3 separate regions of the Sus scrofa genome follow, and regions 2 and 3 are each linked to region 1. Evidence: chromatin contacts called from public Hi-C data. All regions are on one chromosome and are shown on one strand. Each heading gives the region's core, a stretch centred on a gene start, on an enhancer-like site or on the middle of the called end of the contact. The rest is flanking DNA. Distances are from core to core; before and after follow the strand shown. Region 1 holds the start of LOC106506214 (collagen alpha-1(I) chain). Region 2 has its middle 78 kb from the start of ENPP6. Region 3 overlaps IRF2 (interferon regulatory factor 2).

Region 1 (3,846 bases), core at 671-3,170:
TGGAAAAATAAACAATTAATTTTAAAAAAAGAACTCTTGGAGTTACGTTTTTAGAACAGTGTTTACATATATGTAGCTGTGACCTCCCAGGAAGGGACTTTATGTGTTGGGGAGAGAAGTGTGGGAGAGAGCCAAGGAAACTGCATGGCAGGAAAGAACCCATACTTTAAAGCAAAGGACCCCAAAGTGGCAGGTCCCCAGGGAATTGTCTTAGTTTGAGCTAACTTACCCTGAACATGACAAGTGCTGTGCCTGGATTCTTGCATTCTCTCACTCATCCTCATGCCAAGGCACTGAATACTAAGGCCTCGGGTTCAGCCACTTGATGGAGGATGCCCAGCTAGTAAGTTAAAGAGGCCAAGTTTGAACCTGGCTGCAAGTACTACAGTATAAAACCTCAATCCTGGACCAGCCACATGAAGACTCTTTCAGGAAAATTAGCTATCACCCTTGCCCATCTCATCCTGCAGTAGGGTCACTTCCGTTGCACACTCAGGCTGGGAGAGTGCTGCTGTTGACTTACTAGGGGAAGGCCTTTCTTATCGCCCCCCCAAAAGAGCTCCAGGCGGTGTCCCAGATGACCGGCAGCCCCTCAAAGGGTTACACTGTCAACTACCGATAAGGGTTCAAATAAAGTGCAGGACGTCGCGACACTTGGCCCCTTGGCCCAGTCATTGCACTAATATCTAAGTAATGCTATCTTGTCGGTTAATTGCTCCTTTTGTTCCTTGAAGTGGGAAGTGTTACAAAGTGAGTTTTTATTCACTCAGAAAACAGGCTCTAGATGTCTCTTACACCTGCCCCACCAACTGGATGGCAAGAGCTTTGCTTCCCCGGCACGTCCTCCTCCTCCTTCCTTCCCACCCTCAGGTTACGTTTAGGATGGAGAGTCAGGTAGGTAGGTACCTGCCTTTCCCTCCTACCGTTAACAGCTTCTGGCCGGAACCCAAGCTCGCGGCCCGTAACCCCCCGGGTCCCCGCTCGAGTGTGAGCGCGGGAGTGTGAGCGCCGGGAGGTGCGAGCAACAGACTCGCGAGCAGCCGCTTGTTGCTCCTGCTGCCGCGTCGTGGGGAAGTGAAAATGAAATTGACTTTTCCGAGAAATGATGAAAGCCGTGCGGCCGGCCAATGAACGGCGGCGGCGAACTTCCGCACCTCCCGGCCGGGCTGCTCGAGCCCTCCCTCCGCCTCCACCTCCCGGTTGCACAAGCTTGAAACAAACACTGGGGAGGAAGGGCGGAGGGAGGAGGGAGGAGGGAGGAGGGGGGAGCGAGGGAGGGAGGGAGGGAGGGAGCGAGGCTGGCAGGAGGGCGGGGGGTGGGGGGATTTCCAGCCTCAGCGCTTCGCAGTTTCCTCTCCTTGTTTTGCTTTCGATCTGGACTGTTCTCAGGCAAGCCGGGGAGTAACTTTTAGTTTTGCTCCTGCGATTATTCAACTGACGGGCTTTCATTTCCATTTCACACACCCTAGCAACACTTAAGCCTTGCGGAATTGTATTGGTAGCGTGAAAAAGCACACTGAGAGGTAACATTTTTCAAATAATAGTTGTGACTGTGCGTGTGTGTTTTTCTCGAGGGCATGTTTATGAGGACTGGAGGGGATCTGTGTGTGCGCGCGTCCTGATGGTTTGACACGATGTTTGGCAGACGGAAAATGCTGAGGTTCATAAATATTAATACTGATTTTTGGAGGAACAGTCGGCGCTATTATGGATCATCTGATTTTAGGGAAAGCAGGTTTCTGCTGCTGTTGCTGCTGCTACTGGGGCTGCTGAGGCTGCAAGGAGGAGGAGGAGGTAAAGAGGGAGGAGGAGGAGGAGGAGGTTAGTGGAGGTTTAATTTCACTTTTGGATTTGCAGATGCGGAGAGGTGGCTCCATGGACACAGACCTGCTCTGTGTGATTCTGCACCCCAGGTGTTGGGGGGGGTGCAGGACTGTTGGAGTCGGGCCTCCTTTTAAAACAAAATTATCGGGTGCATGTGGGTGCGTGTGTATGTTTACAGACGCCGTAGCCACCAGATCCTAAGGAGAGAAGCGGGTCCTTCTCGGTGCCCGGCGGCAGTGGCTCTCTCCCGGCAGCTTCTGGCATAAATAGACAGGAACCCGCCGACCGCCCGCAGCCTGCGCCCCGCGTCTGGCCGGGAGAGGCACCTCCCGCCGCGGCCAAAGGAAACTTGATGCGGAGCCCGGCGGCGGTCCCAGGGCTCGCCCGCCTGCCGGACTCGGGGAAGGGTCGCGGGCGTCGGGTGCCAGCGGCCGGGGCCGGCGGGCGGGCTCGGAACCCGGCTGGGCGCCGGGCCTGGCCGGCGCGCCCGGCTTCCTGGGGGCTGGGCCGCTGCCGCCACCGCCCGGGAGGGACGCCGCGTCCTCCTTCCCGCCGGCCAGCGCCCGGGCTGGCCCTGGGGCCTTGTCGATGCACTTGTCCCGGCGCGCCGGGGGCTCGGGCGGCGCGTCCTGGGAGGGCGCCGCGCCCAGGGGTCAGCGGCCCCGGCCGCGGCCTAGCGCCGGGCGCCTCCGGGTCCCCGCGGGCGCCCCCGGGCCGGCCTCGCGCGCTGGGCCTGACCCGCCTCGGCTACGGAGCGGGCGAGGTGGGGGCGGGGAGCCTCCGGGGACCGAGCGGCGCCCTGCTGGCAAGCCCGGGTGCCGGCTCCCCTGGGGGTCCCGGGGCGCGGGCGGCGGCGGGGTGGGGACGCGTGTGCCCGCCCCGCGCCCTCCGATCCCGCTCGGGGCGCCGAGTGGCATTCGCCCGCCGGCCAAACGTGGTTGGTGCAAAGCCGCGGCCGCCACTTCCTTTCCGCCTCGCGGGCCGGGCTCGCCCACCAAGCGATGCCCGCTGTGGCCGATCGTGGCGCCCGCCCGCTCGCGGGGCTACGGCCTGGGACCCGGCCCCGAGAGGGCTCGGGCAGCCTTTCCAAGTTCCAGGGGCTTCAGGATGCAACTCATCCCCTTCCGAGGACGCACTGGCGTCTGGGTTTGGGCCGCACGTGTGGCTGCGTTGGCCGCCCTCACCCCCTTGCCCCTTTAGAGGGGAAGAAGAGGGCAGGAGGCTGGCAGCCAGAGCCGGGCTCAGAAACGGTCTTCCCAGCGCCGGACGAGGTGCCCGAGTCAGTCGGTGTAGGCAGGACCCCTGGTCATCGGCTGTGAACGTGACCCCTGGGACTGGCAGTCGAGGTTGCCCCATACTTGCGGCTTGGCGTTTAGTAGTTTTCACCCCCTCTGTATAGTGTTTGTAACTTAGGGATATTTTACCCGCTCCCTTCCCCCAGTGTGGGCTACGGGTAGTGCTCCCAGCCCTGGGTTAAGAATATTCGGAGGTTTCCTAGTTGAGGAAAAGTGCCAGCATTTACCTTCTGCCACTGGCCTCCCTGTTGCTGTGACTAGGTCTGCTTTTGATGAATGGCAAGGGAGGGTGGAGGATAGTTACATTTCCTGTTGTGGATTTTCAGGAATCACCGAGGTTGCTGTCAAGCTTGCATTCACTTATTAGTTTTCAAACCGACTGCAGATAACATTGGAACTTAGCAGCCTGAGCTTTTTTTGGTGTTTAAGGCAGGTGCAGACAGGGGGCTGGTGACAGACTGGGACCAGGTCGATGGTCTTGAAGTTAGGCAGGCGCATGCTCCGCTCCCTTACCAAGACCTGGAGGGTGACCCCTGTTTAATCCCATGCACACACATTCAGGACTTTCTAGTTTTCTCACCCCACCCCCATCATTCCTTTTTTAGAGGGGGGGAAAGGGTAGAAATAGAAACCTAAGAAATCCTGGAAAAACTTGTGTTTTCTAAGGAAACTTCAACAGATGGACGGTTTAGGACTCAACCAGGCATTTTGAAGCGGTAAAGTTGGA
Region 2 (3,846 bases), core at 655-3,154, 120 kb after region 1:
AATGCTTAGAGAGGATAATAAGGGCTGCACATCCGTCACAGCGTTTCCAGACTCTCCCCTGCTCTCCAGCCTGCTGTACACGTGGAAGTAAACTCAGGGATGGCTTGATGTGCAGGGTCAGGGGAGAAACGAATCCTCTAGAGGGTTCCAAGAAGAGCACCCTAGACGCTTGGGGAAACTGAGCCTGCGTGACGTGGGAAAGAAGGACCCACAAAGGAGGTTCTTCCCCAGAGGATGGGGGGCCCTTTTCTGCACAAGGAGCAGGACAGAGTCAGCATTCAGTGACCATTTCCTGAGAGGGAAGCACTGCAGGAACAGGGAATGCAAAGGCGAGAGAAGCCGATGCTGGCTCTGTCAGCATCACAGAAAGATCCAGAAAGAGGTCTGGGAATGAGATACACACATAGGCAACTTTTTCACTCACTTATTCAAGAAGTCATAATGAGGGAGGGACAAATTAAGGGTATGATATTAAGAGGTACAAACTGTGACATATGAAACAGATAAGCAACTAAGATACATTGTATAGTACAGTGAACTATAGCGGTTAATCTTCTAATAACCCATGATGGAGACAATCTGCAAAAATACTGAATCATTCTGCTGCACACCTGAAACTAATATAATATTGTAAATCAACTATACTTCAAGTCAAAAATAATAATGAAAATTGAGTTACAATGGATTCGTGAATGCCAATAAGGTGCAAATTAAATACCTAAGTGAACTGGGTTTAAATTACACATTAAGGGGTTCTTTTCAGGGCAATTATGAATTCCTCTCTGGAAGGCTTTAAAAAGAGGATCCATTAAACTTGGTTGAGGGACTTTCTGTTGTGGCTCAGCAGGTTAAGAACCGGACTAGTATCCATGAGGATGTGGGTTCGATCCTTGGCCCACTCAGTGGGCAAGGATCCGGCATTGCTGTGAGCTGCAGCATAGGTTGAAGATGCAGCCTGGATCTGGTGTTGCTGTGGCGTGGTGTAGGCTGGCAGTGGAAGCTCCAATTCGACCCCTAGCCTGGGAATTTCCATATGCTGCAGGTGTGGCCCTTAAAAAAAAAAAAGGCCAACTTGGTTTAAACAGGGATTTATTATAGGTAAGAGGAGGAAGAAGTTAGGGAGTGGCTATGCCTGCAGGTGTAAATATTTGCTTGCCCGTTGGTTCAGCAAATCACAGTGCTGCCACACCCACTTGCCTCCAAAGTATCTGATTTGAAGCTGGTATGGTGAGAATCATGTTGACCTTTGTGTTCTAAAGGAGGGACATGAAATACAGTGGACCTTGACCTTCCGTTAACACCGCAGAGAAACAATCTCCATAATCCACTAAACGCCAATCATCCCACTGGATTAGCAAACTATTTTTCCATGTATCATATCCCAGCACAATGATTTGGAGAAAAGCTTGGGAAGTTGGCACAAGTACAGTACAGTACAGGATGAGGGGGGACGGGGGGTGGAGAGGAAAGAAAAGGACTTACATGTTTTTGAAAATTGCTGCCAAAAGATAAGGTTGTTTATGCAACGTCCAACACGGATGGGGGCGGGGAGGACGCTGTGAAACCAGGACAGAGAGAACTTCAGTCAGCAAATAAATACACGATTCACAGGAGCCAGTGGGTGTGGAGAAGGGCTGGGAAGGGACTGAGTCTGTAAATAGTCAGAGAGTAATAATTTTTGAAGGCATATCTAGGGCTAGGTGTCGGATTTAATTGCGTTTATAAGGAACGACAATTTGGAGTCTACAGACAACTTCTCTAATGAAGCACCAGACTGCAAATAGAGGTCTCTTAATAGACTCTGATTAGTGGATTCAGAGGATGACATCCCACATCCTGGGGGCCAGATGGCTGTGTCACTGGCCTGGCCCTGACCTCTGGGTAATAGGACCGTGTCATCAGAGAAGAGGTGTTGGACAGGCATTGAGGCCAACTGGAAGATTATGAAAGAAGTCAGTCATCTATACGAGTCCTGGCTCTTACCAGGAAGTGATCTAAAAAAATGAAAATAAATATGCATATCAGAAATTGGAACAGATTTTTTACTGAAAGGATGTTTGGAGACGTTCATTCACTTCAAGGTGTTAAAACTCACTTTTGGAGTTCCCTCTGTGGTGCAGCGGAATCGGTGGTGTCTCTGGAGTGCTGGGACGCAGGTTTGATCCCCAACACCCCACAGTGGGTTAAGGATCTGGCATTGCCGAAGCTGCAGTGTAGGTCGCAACTGTGGCTTAGATCTGACCCCTGGTCCTGGAACTCCATATGGCACAGGGCAGCCAAAAAAAAAAAAAAAAAGAAAGAAAGAAAAAAAGCCAAAAACAACTCCCTTTCTCTCTGAGTGGAGACACTGAGACCTCCATGCTGCTCTGGGCTCTGCGTGTGCCCAGACCCTGCCGGAGACCTCTATCAGGTAGGGATAGCTCCAGGGGAGGAAGCCCTTCTTGAATACAAAGCAGAGACTTTGATGAAAGTTTCTCAGTGACAAGCTCCTTTATCTCTCATCAATGTTCAGGAGGCAAGTTCCAAAATCCTCCCTAAGCAGAACTTGAAGAGATCCGAGGCACTGTCCTAAAGCCTGGGGAATTCATCCTAAGGCAGATGGACTGGGGGTATGGGTGCGGGACCTCAATCCAGCCAGGGTCAGGGTTTTCTCAGTGGGGGCAAAGCAGTGGCTCTGCTGGGGCACCTCTCCCAGAAGATCCCAGCCCAGAGAGAGGGTCAGGTCTGAATGTCCACGGGACTGTTTATGACATTGGATAAAGCTCAGGCTGGGACACCTGGAGGCATCAGATTAAGATTTAGGGAGTTCCCATTGTAGCTCAGTGGGTTTAGAATAGGACTAGTATCCATGAGGATATGGATTCGATCCCTGGCCTCGCTCAGTGAGTTAAGGATCCAGCATTGCTGTGGCTGTGGTGTAGATCACAGATGTGGCTCGGATCTGGTGTTGCCGTGGCTGTGGCATAGGCTCCGATTCAGCCCCTAGCCTGGAACTTCCATAATGCTGAGGGACCCGCCATAAAAAAAAAAAAAAAAAAAAAAAAAAAAAAAGATTTGAATGTTGGCTGAATGCTTATGTGTGAATTTTATTTTGAAGCTGTGACTTCCTGAATGTTGTGGCCAATTCACGCACTGGAGCAGGGTGAGCTGTTATCACTCTGTAAGAGATATCTCCCCAGGAGTTCCTATCATGGTGCGGTGGTTAACAAATCTCACTAGGAACCATGAGGTTGTGTGTTCGGTCCCTAGCCTTGCTCAGTGGGTTAAGGATCCGGCGTTGCCATTGCTGTGAGATGTGGTGTAGGTTGCAGATGCGGCTCGGATCCCGCGTTGCTGTGGCTGTGGCGTAGGCTGGTGGCTACGGCTCCAATTAGACCCCTAGCCTGGGAACCTCCATATACCACAGAAGCGGCCCAAGAAATGGCAAAAAGACAAAAAAAAAAAAAAAAAAAGATATCTCCCCAGATTTCTGGATGGTTTCTTGAGTCAATAGATATCTGCCACTGCCGAGAAGTAATGTAGCCCCTACGTTATGGGCTCACAGGCCCAAAGATGGAGCATCACGCATATCTTTCCATCCACTTCTATTTGGAGACCCCAGAAGAGGGGGAGAAGGTAATTTCTGCAGCAGCATTTGCCGTTCCACAGCTGAAAGAGGAAGTAATACTGAAAGTAGGAAGGCGACATTTTGAAAATGCCTATGGAATTCACTGAGCATCATAAAGCAGCCTGTCTTTAAAACCTCCTAAGAAATCACCACTAGGGATGTATTTTTTTTCAGATCCTTAGGATGATCTGTCTTGTAGCTGTTGTAAAATGGAAGAATTGCCCCAAGATCTTTATAGC
Region 3 (3,846 bases), core at 466-2,965, 67 kb after region 1:
CGCCCCTCGTTCCTGGGGTTTGGAGTCTGGGAAGTAGAATCGCGTAAGCAGGGTCTCCGTCACACCTTGAGCTCTCTGGCAGAGCTCGGCCTAAAGGAGGGGCAGAGCCTGGTTGATATGCAGCATCTGCTGGACCTCAGGGAGGGGCAGCTTTGCCCTCCTCCAGGGCTCACGGCTGGATGGGGCACTTGGCATAGAGACAGATGGTCCCACAGTCACTTGGGGCTAAGCGAGGTCTTGGAGAGTGAGCATTCTCACTTCCCCTCTGAAGTGAGGCCACTTGTCTGCCTGGGAGCCCAGCTTCAAGGCCAAGAGCTGCTTCACCAGCACCTGGGTTTTTACCATCCCTTTCTCAGCAGGCTGTCCCTGCAAGCCTGCCCACTGAGCCCTTTTAAAAAGGGAAGATATATGCCCATCTTCCAGGCACGCTTTCTTAAGATTCAGCTTATTTGGAGGGAGCTGGTTGGCTTTTGGAGCACCCCTTCATTAAAGAGGTGAAGTCAGCCTCAGATAAAATATGCCACATAAATGTCAGAATTGGACCTGTTTTCTTTACCTTTTCTTTTCTTTCTTTCTTTCTTTCTTTCTTTCTTTCTTTCTTTCTTTCTTTCTTTCTTTCTTTCTTTCTTTCTTTCTTTTTTCTTTCTTTCTCTCTCTCTCTCTCTCTCTCTCTCTCTCTCTCTCTCTCTCTTCTCTCTTTCTTTCTTTCTTTAACATTTTGGTCTGGTCTTCAGTATGCAAATATTGTCTCAGGTTGCTGGTTCTTTGCCCTTTGGTATGATTGGTGCTACATAGGGTTGGTGCTAATTTAATGAGTCATTACTCCCCAGGCAAAGAGAGAGGCCAGGTTTGGTGAGAGAATCACCTACTGGATAAAATGAGTCCCTCCTAATAACAAAGTAATAGTGGATGGCAGTAAAATGAGTCTGAATATCACTTTCAAATTCATGACCTTATGAAGCTATGTAATGATATACAAAGTGGATCCTTGCAAGTATTTTAAAGAAATGAGTGTCACTGCAAACAGTAGCACCACCTCAGATTTTAAAGCCTTCCCAAATCTTTTTTCTACACTCTCCCATGTGACCAATAATTAGGCATCCTAGCCTTTACTAGTCTTGCTTTACCTTTTAAAAAATGCTTTATTTAAAAATGACACTGTTTCCTGCTTTCCATTCATTTGTTTCTAAACTCAGAGTTCCTTCCAGTTTTGAATCCAGGAACAGGGATGAAAGCCTCAAGATGTTTTCATTCTGCTCTCATAAGGATGTGTTTATAAGATTTAAAAATGGGAGCTTGAAACAAGTCCTTCACACGAGACGTTTTTCCTGTTGTTGGTAGGCTCTGTCGCTAGGGAAATAGATTGAAAATCAATACCTTAATCCATTGGAGACCAGCCACTAGTACATTTTTAATTCTGGAGAAGGTGACTATTTGGTAAGTGCATCCAGTAAATGTGTAAAACACAAAATGTACTGTTACCCTGACAGATGAACTCTTGAAGGATTGCTGCTATGTGGTTTTATTCTGGTGGCAAATCATAGCAGAAAAACACATGCGTGTAAACACACACATGCGTGTGCACAGGCAGGCACACACTCATGGCCAGTGGGCAGTATCCAGGTCTTGCCTTCTTGTCCGTGACAGCTGAATGGTCCAGATTCAGTTGGCTGTGCACTCAGTCTGAGTGCGGTGTCTCAAACCAGATCTTCTACTGTTTTCTCTCTCCCGTGTGTTTAAATGCACAGGAGAGCCACCCCTAAAGACCTTTCCTGCTAGCCCTTTAAGGGGAGGGAGAAAAAAAACTCCTGATTTTTATTTTTACTTTTCTTTCACATTGAATTATTTCGTGTGTGTGGCAACTTCTGTTTTTAGGAAGCGGAAGAAGCCAGCAAACATGTTGAATTGTTCTGACAATACCCTGCTGGCATGTTGCCCGGGTCAGCAGTGCTTCTGCTGAGCCGTATTGAAATCACCTCCAGGCCAGTGTGAAAAGTTTGCAGGTGCAGACATTCTGTCTCACTGGCCCAGGCGGGGCCTCATAACCCCATTGTGTTTCTTGATAAAAGGTAACCCCACCCTTCAAGACAGCAAAGATAGCTGTGAAATAAGGGAGGCTATTCATTGCTTTGAAGTCAATCGAACGGGCCTTAGGCACAGGCACAGGCAGTTAGGAAATAATGTCATTTGGATTTTGTCTTGATTGGGGCTGCCCCCAATGCACCTTCTAGGACATCCTTTTTTATGGTGATTGCTTCCGAATATGACTAACTTTATCTAAAGTAAACCTTGAGTAGCATTTTTTTTTTTCTTTTAGCCAGACTTAGAAACTTGAGTATCAACAGGAGCAGAACAACAGCAGCAAAATAAAGGGAAAAGGAGCAGAACAGATTCACAACTTAGAGGCCAAACTGAGGGTCCCCCCTCCCTGGGACCTCACAGTTCTAACTCAAGACTGGCAGTCTCTGGCACGTGAATTCATAAGGACTTGAGTGTGGTCACAGGGGACGCTGGACTGTGGAATTGTCTTCATCTTTTCCAGCTCCCGGCTTCCCCTTTCTTTTTGCCATTTCCCCTGGTGCTGAAGATATGAAAAATCTCATCTGCACAATAAACAGTAGCTTTGGGGTGGCCGTTACACAGAAGGCCCCCCTCTTGAGAAGGACCCAGGAAAGGCTTTCCAAGCTGGTGCTCTGTAGGCTTTGTGCTGTCCCCTTCTCCCCGGGGCTCAGTTGCTCACCTCACAGTAGTAAAGGCCAGAGTCAAAGCATCCAGATCTATCAGGATGCCTAGAAAACGCTCAGCAATAGGAAAGTCCGTGCGAGATGTGAACCGAGTTATCACAGGAAGTTCCTGTGGTGGCTTAGCGGGTTATCAACCCAGCTAGCATCTATGAGGATGCGGGTTAGATCCCTGGCCCCACTCAGCGGGTTCAGAATCTGGCATTGCCGGGCTGTGATGTAGGTCGCAGATGTGACTTGGGTTGCTGTGACTGTGGTGTAGGTTGGCGGCTGCAGTTCCAATTCGACCCCTAGCTCAGGTGCATCCCTAAAAAAGCCAAAAAAAAAAAAAAAAAAAAGTAGCACGAGACATCCAGACACAGAGCTGACATCTTGTTTTTCTTCAGTGACCTGGACCTTGAAACAGCCACAGTCACAAAGGTGAGACTGTGTGGGATGTGCCCTCTGTCCCCACGTGTACCAGGAGCCCTGGGCAATGGAGTTGAGCTGTTGTTTTTTTCAAACTTAAGGAGTTTTTTATTTACTCAAGAAAGCTGCCAATTTTTTCCCGAGGCTATGTATATTTTTCTCCTTCCCCCTCTCTAGCCACCTCCACCTCATTTATAATTAACTATCAAACCCTGTTTTCCCTCTTCGTAGTTCGCAAGTCCATCCCCTTCTTTCTATTTTTGATACAACACACAGTCACCTTCGCTCTCGCCTGAGCTCTGCTTCCACGTTGCCCCTTCTCCCCACAGAGTAATTTCTTTAAAAATGCCGCTCTCACCATGTCCCCATTGCCCCCCAGGACAAAGGCCCCAGTGTCCCCAGGGTCCTGATTTTACCTCTTTTATACTTGTTTTTGAACTTGATGACTTTGAACAATTTGACTCCCATGTGCCTATCCAGAGGGAGAAAGCCAGGTTTCGCTGTGGGTTTTGTTATTGTGGAGTGGATGCTAAGGTTTTATCAGCACAGCCCGGCAAGAAGTGGGTGTTTGGTGGTTCCGTGGGGAAGAGAGGTCTGCCCCAGATGTCTGCTCCCTTGAGACATGGTGATTAACTCCACTGAGTTTTTACTGGGACACATTGTTTCTGCCCTCTATAGCAGCATGGGATGCTGTTTT

Evidence for each region. Hi-C and Micro-C count contacts between places; a contact is called where the count stands out from the background.
Region 2: a Hi-C map of liver shows a contact between it and region 1, with 4 times the contacts expected there. The contact joins the enhancer-like site here to the promoter of LOC106506214 in region 1. A contact is called at or near these places in 1 of 5 promoter capture datasets (liver), 4 of 47 Hi-C or Micro-C datasets (liver and subcutaneous adipose tissue) and 2 of 2 datasets of contacts at active chromatin or transcription factors (alveolar macrophages and skeletal muscle).
Region 3: a Hi-C map of liver shows a contact between it and region 1, with 1.6 times the contacts expected there. The contact joins the enhancer-like site here to the promoter of LOC106506214 in region 1. A contact is called at or near these places in 6 of 47 Hi-C or Micro-C datasets (alveolar macrophages, blood, heart right ventricle and 2 more) and 2 of 2 datasets of contacts at active chromatin or transcription factors (alveolar macrophages and skeletal muscle).

Annotation. Positions count from the first base shown.
Region 1 is chr15:45,632,231-45,636,076 of Sscrofa11.1, reverse strand. LOC106506214 (collagen alpha-1(I) chain) reads left to right here and starts at 1,920. Exons shown (of 1, transcript XM_021075624.1): 1 at 1,920-3,846. The coding sequence starts at 2,413. The coding sequence ends at 3,024. All of the region lies in intron 4 of IRF2 (interferon regulatory factor 2), which reads left to right.
Region 2 is chr15:45,516,974-45,520,819 of Sscrofa11.1, reverse strand. No RefSeq gene overlaps it. Among named protein-coding and RNA genes, the nearest start is that of ENPP6, 78 kb to the right of the region's middle. Within about 2 kb of position 1,904, at least 23 of the 83 cell types and tissues checked have an H3K27ac peak or open chromatin away from gene starts, as enhancers often do. A contact at or near this core is called in liver and skeletal muscle, where this site is marked.
Region 3 is chr15:45,564,755-45,568,600 of Sscrofa11.1, reverse strand. All of the region lies in intron 9 of IRF2 (interferon regulatory factor 2), which reads left to right. Among named protein-coding and RNA genes, the nearest start is that of ENPP6, 130 kb to the right of the region's middle. Within about 2 kb of position 1,715, at least 28 of the 83 cell types and tissues checked have an H3K27ac peak or open chromatin away from gene starts, as enhancers often do. A contact at or near this core is called in alveolar macrophages and liver, where this site is marked.